Linked DNA regions of Mus musculus: region 2 is linked to region 1. A link is a contact called in public Hi-C data. All regions are on one chromosome and are shown on one strand. The core of a region is the stretch at or near the end of the contact, and the rest is flanking DNA. Distances in the headings are between cores, read along the strand shown. Region 1 holds the start of Runx1 (runt related transcription factor 1). Region 2 has its middle 58 kb from the start of Runx1.

Region 1 (3,432 bases), core at 440-2,939:
TAAAAGCAACAGCACAGAGACTTGAATAATGGGGATTATATTAACAAGGGATTTGAATAATGGGGATTATATTAACAAGGGATTTGAATTGAGAGGCAACGTGAAGCGCACGTTGTGTTTAGATATTAATAAGCTTCATAAAAGACGGGCAGCCACTGTTTTTCAAGTGTGAGCCAAGTGTGGGTATTGGCTGCTAACTGCTCAGAGAGGCTGGGAGAAAGAAATGCCTAGGTTTCTAATTCCTGCCTAGGTTAAAATAGGATTAAGTAAAAATGGAGTCTGGTCCTTTGGAAAGACCTGTATCATTAATACCCTGGGTCTCTACTGTGTGTGCAAAATTATCTCCATGAAAACCAAATGAGAGTTCCCTCTGGGGCTCAGACTTAGAGAAGTACCTTGCATGCCTGGAATTTGGGACCCAGGGCTGGCACTTGGAGCTACGCTGCTCAAGGCCCAGCCTCTCATCGGGCATCACCTCGAAATGGAGGGAAACTGAACAGAGGAAAAGGAAGACCCAAGTAAGGAAAGGAAGGCCAGGCCCTGCCTGGGGATCCCAGGAAGACTAAGGCTTCACTTCTCAGCAAGTAAAACAGATAGAACGAAGAGGTCAATAGGTGGAGGTGAACAGAAGAGCTCACACCCACAGAATCATCTTGTCTTTATTGTCTGTCCCCTGACCATGTGACTTCTGGAGGCTGAAGGGCTGTGTAATATCCCCCTCCGGGGGCTGGCCAGGAGGAGGCAGGATCTTGGGTAGTCACAAGTTACTCTTCATGGATTCAAAGAGTAATTATCCCTAGCAGGGTGACTTGGCCCATTTCTTTGAGTGGAGCTCGGAAAGGCTACCAGTAGGCTTTATTGGTACAAACAATGAACAGATAGCTGCCCACAGGCCACAGCTCTGCTGAGTGAGGAAATTCTCCTCCTTTGCTCTCCACAAAACTTCCTAATGCAAGCGAGCGTGGGAACTGGTGCCAGTGTGAAGAGAACGCCACTGTTTCCTCTACTTACCAAGAGATGTCCATGCTAAGCCTATCCGCCAAGGGGAAAGCCAAGGACAACATCATTTGGGTTTTGATCAAAGTGGTCTTTTCATCCCACAATTAAAACGTGTCATACTGTTCCCAAGCTTTGAGATGTCAGTAGGTTGCCAGCCTAGCCCTCCCAGGATCAGCCACTCACGGAAAAGGGCTCTTGGTCTTCTTTTCTAACTTTTCTGTCTCACTTGCTTTCACCAAGAACCCAGCTCTCCCGAGCTGGTGCCCAGCATTTAAGTGATGAGAGCCGCATCCGGGCTCAGCAGCAAGTTGGTGCCAACGTTGAATTGCTGTTGAATAAACAGCAAGGCAATCTTTATCTAAATAATCAGTTGTTCCTCAAACCACAAATAACAACAGGATCTGAAAGCCACCAAATCCGCACAGGACAGAGAGAGCAAGAAAAGACTGAGGCAGGGGATTTCTGTTTGCTTGTTTGTTGTGCTTTTTTTTCTCTTACAGCCCCTCTCTGCTAAGCTCTGCTCAACTGTTTCCTTACACAGCCTGGGGGAGGGCAGGTGGAGGGCAGGAAGGGCATAGCTCAGAAAGTTTAAAAAAAAAAAATTGACATCACTTAAGTCACGTGATTGGCAAGAGCCAATGGCGGTGGGCTGTGGAAAGGGGAACAGTTAAATTTGTAATTTGGGTTGTGTGAAAACTTCTTTGGACCTCATAAACAACCACAGAACCACAAGTTGGGTAGCCTGGCAGTGTCAGAAGTGTAAGCCCAGCACAGTGGTCAGCAGGCAGGACGAATCACACTGAATGCAAACCACAGGCTTTCGCAGAGCGGTGAGCAGTTCAACCCACAGCATAGGCGGTGCTTTCGTCTTTTTTTTTTCCTTTTTTTAATCTTTAACAATTTGAATATTTGTTTCTGCAATAATTCTTTCCCCCACCCCCACCCCATAGGACCCATGGAGTACCAGAAGTGTTAGGGTTGGGGGTAGAAAGAGACGTGGGGAGCCATGGTGGGAGGTGAGGTCAGAGTAAGTGACATTTCTTGGTTTTTGCTCTGAAGGTGAAAGAAATTATAGAATCCCCCGCCTTCAGGAGAGGTGCGTTTTCGAAAGGAAACGATGGCTTCAGACAGCATTTTTGAGTCATTTCCTTCATATCCACAGTGCTTCATGAGAGGTGAGTACGCTGGTCTTTTTTATATCTGATTTTGCTCAGCTTTGCGCAGACTAAGATGGCAGCCCGTGGACCCTCCGGTGCCTGCCTGAAGTCCCTGCCTGCTTGTGGGGGGAGGAATTCAAACAGAGGCTGTTGACTCTGAGACCACGAGATTATTATTTGTCAGACGCCGTGCTGCGGGGATGTTTTAATAAATGCTTAGGCTGTTGAAATATTTGGTCGCTGGGTGAAAGTTGTGTCAAGTGCTCTGAGCCGCTCTCAGTTAAAGTCCCAGAGATTAGAAGGCTGGCGCGGAGGACACTCTTTGGGTTTTATCTGGCTGTGCCTTGCTCTGAATGATTCGCTTGCACTTACTCTGATGGCAGCAAGCTGTCTGGCCCTGGTTCTGAGTTTGGCTTGCCCCTGGGTTTAGCAGGCTCAGTACTTAGCTGGCCGGAAGAGCCGGTGCCAGCAGAGTGGTCTCCGAGAGGCAGCTCACAGGTATACCTTGGATCAGTGCGGAGATTTCAGGGCCAAAGTGGCAAGTCCACAGAGGGCAGGATTTGGGCAGACTCGTTCTGGGAAAAGCCATCAGAAGATGCTGTGTTGTGCTGTGGTTTTTCTTTCAGCCTCAATTGAAAGAGGCAGCCGGCATTGCTCAAGACAGAAAGCCAGCAAGTTGTGGTACACAGTCTCTCTCAGAAAGAACTATGAAGCCATTTCCTAAGTCCACGCACTGTCACAGCAGAAATTACTAGATTACAGACTTATGGGTTGGCACCACGTAGGTCCCTGAACCTTCCTGCATTTTTTACAGCGGCCTTATGGAACTTACAATGCTGGAGTTCAGCCATAGTGCCCATGTGGGCTTGGTGGGTCTTTCAGGATGAGGACTGAGCTTAAGTAAAGAAAAACAGTGGCATAAAGAGCTCACAAAGACGTGGCCGTGTATCAGGACGTGTAGCTTGTGGTATGATGCTCTGGCAGAGCTAAAATGGAGTGGGATGGGATGGGGAAGAAATCATTTGTTTTCTGGATACAAATTATGTGCACACCCAGCCAGTATCTGTGAATCATTATTTATTCATACAGCCAAATGAGTAGGGGAATTCGAGGGCTTGCTGGCGACTTTGTCACAACAAAGGCTATTGAGGTTGTGATGGTTCATCTATGCTGAAACGTGAAAACTGGAGGAAGGTGTGTGTGTGTGTGTGTGTGTGTATGTATATATGTGGTGTGTGTATGTATGTGTGTGTGGTATATATGTGTGTGTGTGTGT
Region 2 (3,432 bases), core at 499-2,998, 58 kb before region 1:
TGAGGTAGGAGAACCAAGAGTCCAAATTAATCCTTGGCTATGTGGCAAGGTTCAGAACAGCCAAGGGGTGTGTGGGATTCTGTCCCAAAACCAAACAGAAAAGTCTTGGTAACATATAATCTTCTATGAACATGGGCTGTTCACTGTTTAGATATTGGATGGAAACTAAAGACTGATTCCAGAAATGAAGCCCCACAGTGGTTGTTTCAGAACAGCGAGGTTTTAGGGAATTTCATTCTCCTTTTTTGTTCTGTTCTGAATTTTTTAATGTTACCTATAAACACACATCACCATTAAAATAAAATTAAATCTCTCTCTTGCTTTCTCTCTCTGTCTCTCTGTCTCTGTCTCTGTGTGCCTCTGTGTGTTGCATTCATGTGTGCATGTATGTGTGTATATGTGTGTGCATATGTGTGTGTGTGTGTGTGTGTGAGCGCACACGGGCATGCTTGTAGGTTTGTATGTGCATTTCTTTGGAACAGGAAGTTAACACTAGCATTGTTCTGCACGAGCTTTAGACCCAGTCCTTTTGAACCACGTTATCTCACTGGGGCCTAGAGCTTGCTCAGGGGTCTGGGTTGGGTGACCAGGCTCCCAAAGCTGCTCGTGTCTCTGTCTTCCCTGATGCTGGGATTACACCAGCCCCCCCCCCCAGCCAGCTTTGCATGTGGGTGATGATGATGGGAACTGGTCCTTGTGTTTGTGTGATGATGCTCAATGGACAGAGCTTCCTCCCAAGAGCTATATGGTCTTAAATCCTAACAGTTCTTTGAGGCTCAGCTTGACCTGCTCAGAATGCGTTCTGTACATTTCCCTGCAGGATCCTCTCCATCTGCTTTTAACTTGTTTGCAGAATGTTCCCCTCTTAGCACGCATGTCATGCATGGGCTTGAATTAGACCCATCAGGATAGTGTGACTTTTACTCCATGCCACCCTTGCTCTGTACTTAGAATGCATCCCATCATCTTTGTGTTTCCTGTGAGGAGCCACCAAATGCCCCCTCCAGAGTGGCAGGAGGTTTAGCTGGCATGTGTCTCTCCAGGTGGTCCATACAATGTGTGTTCAGATTAAGGGTATTGAAATCTCAAGAGATTGATTTGCCAAGGAAAGCACTTCCTCCAGTCAATTTAACACTTGTTTACTGAACTAGCCTACTTGGTGAGTTTCAGGCCAATGAAAGATTTTGTCTAAAAATCAATGTGGAGGATGCCTAAGAAATATCAGACAAGGCTGTCTTTCTGGCCTGTGTACATAACCAGATAGCCTAGGATGGCAGTGTCCCATAGAACTTTTCTCAGTAGCTCAGCCACACATAGAGAGCCAACCACACATCCTATTCTGTTATTCATCTTTCCCTGGAAACACTACATGGGTCTTCCCCTCTCTGAACAACTCACTTTTCAGAAGTAGGGGCAGCTAGCACTGGCCTAATGCTCAGGGCTGGGCTCACACCGGTCTGAGGCTATGTCAGCGCAGGCCTATAAATCACTCTCAGTTCTTGCCTCTTTCCTGTTGTGCTGACAGCATCAGGAAGCTGCTGTGCGGGCTATAGCCCACACTAACAACTGGCAGATAGCGCTGAGCTGAAGGAAGAAACATGTCGAAAGCCCCATTCAAGGCAAGTTGTTAGCAAGTGTGAACAATGCTCAGAATAACAGGGCTTTTCCCAGAGGCCCCCTGCAAGAGCCTGGCTGCTCACATCTGTCCCAGGCCACCAGAGTCTTATCTTGCCGGTACCATGTGCTCCCACTTATCTGCCGGCAGCCGGACCCCACTGATGTCAGCACACAGGCCAGCTTGCAGCGCTGGCCACCTAATGAAGATCAGGTGGTGGGAACGATGCGTTCTCTCTTTCGCTTGCTCTCAGATGGTTCGTGTGTTTCGACAGCAGACGGGAAAGTGTATTTCTAAGACCATGGTGTGCATGTTCATACTCAGAGGCTGAGTCTTCTCACAGCCTTGTCAGGGCTTGTTTGTAGCTGTTATCGATGTCGAGTTACCAAGGGTCCCCTGAGTGTCAGAATCTTGAATTATCCAAATAAGTCCCTCCCAAAGGTCTTCCTCTCAGTACTCTGAGAACCCTTTGTGCTTTTGATCAAACTGTAGATGGTGACGGAGCTGGCATTGCGGGACCAGGCATAATTGAACTTGTAGAATTAGGTAGAAGGACTGGTGTTGACCTCAGGAAACTGCTCACTATGCATATACATACACACATATAGACACATGGAGACACACACAAACTACACACATATACACAAATGGAGACCCACACAAACATATGCACAAACATAAATACACACTTTACTGTTAGCATTTGCATACAGAGTCTCTCTCTCTCTCTCTCTCTCTCACACACACACACACAAATACACACGATGGAAAGACATGTTTAGAAAGATAGAAGGCCAGGTACCATGTGTAATGACATTGTTCTCACCATGAAGCCACAAATGACGGGGTTTGTACTGAGCATCTCCTAGTAATAGGATCATGACCTTGACCCAGAGCTACCCCTACACAAAATCAGTCAAGTGTGTGTAACTTAATGGTGGCCAGCATCTAGAGCGTATGAGGAAGTATGGGTTCAAAGGAAGATCCCCTCTCTCTTAAGATGTTGCTGCATAAGCAATTTTGAACCTTGGCAACTTAAGAGCTCTACCATCAAAGGCCTAGAGAGAGATGACGCCCATTGGTGACCAGTTATCTCTGTTGTGCATAGCTCCTGGGCTAATTTTTATATTGCTCATGTGCATACTTGTACTCCTCACTTAAAATCAGGCTCAATGGGTTCAGGTCAATAGAGAAACATTCTTCACTGTGCCCAAAACATATAATATGGAGCTCAGGACATTATAGATGGCTGATGTCCATTGAGCATACGGTGACAACTACCACCCAGTATTCCTCTTCCTGATTATTCTCAGAACAGAATTTGATTTTCTATTTCAGATTGAAATGCAGTTTCCTGGAGATCATGCACATTGTGTGAATATAGTGTGCAAATGATATTAATCAAATAATAGTAAGAAATGGATAATATTCCATACAATGATAATGAACTTTGTTAGAAATAGAAGATTTTAAAACATTCAGAACTGAAGAAGAAAGAGTAAATATGATCAAGATTTTTTTTCCTCCAAACTGTGAAATAAATAAGTATCAGGAAAATTTCTTCAGAACTGTAGAAATTAGTGTCTAAGGCCAAGTGAGTCAGTCAAGGGTAATCTGCAAGGAGCCCAGAATTGATGCCGGTGTTCACACACCACAGCATTAAGCACAGAATATAATCAAACAACAGAATATTTTGGTTCAGAAAGGTCACCAACACTAATCACCTTCACCAGAGTTTAAGTCAGTAAAGTATAGCAGAAGCTTGTTCGAAAGAAATGGCTGGAGCAGTCAAAGCCAAGGATAAAGAAGGTAATGGT

The links. Hi-C and Micro-C count contacts between places; a contact is called where the count stands out from the background.
Region 2: a Hi-C map of the HPC-7 cell line shows a contact between it and region 1, with 4 times the contacts expected there. The contact joins the enhancer-like site here to the promoter of Runx1 in region 1. A contact is called at or near these places in 2 of 39 promoter capture datasets (the HPC-7 cell line and pre-B cells), 1 of 15 datasets of contacts at CTCF or cohesin (the G1E-ER4 cell line), 17 of 484 Hi-C or Micro-C datasets (the C2C12 cell line, CD4 T cells, CD8 T cells and 11 more), 1 of 115 datasets of contacts at active chromatin or transcription factors (the HPC-7 cell line) and 2 of 9 other capture datasets (adipose tissue and liver).

Annotation. Positions count from the first base shown.
Region 1 is chr16:92,824,331-92,827,762 of GRCm38.p6, reverse strand. It overlaps Runx1 (runt related transcription factor 1), which reads left to right and starts at 1,689. Exons shown (of 8, transcript NM_001111021.2): 1 at 1,689-1,829; 2 at 2,059-2,174. The coding sequence starts at 2,117.
Region 2 is chr16:92,882,252-92,885,683 of GRCm38.p6, reverse strand. No RefSeq gene overlaps it. Among named protein-coding and RNA genes, the nearest start is that of Runx1, 58 kb to the right of the region's middle. Within about 2 kb of position 1,748, at least 61 of the 459 cell types and tissues checked have an H3K27ac peak or open chromatin away from gene starts, as enhancers often do. A contact at or near this core is called in the G1E-ER4 cell line, the HPC-7 cell line, pre-megakaryocyte-erythroid progenitors and 1 more, where this site is marked.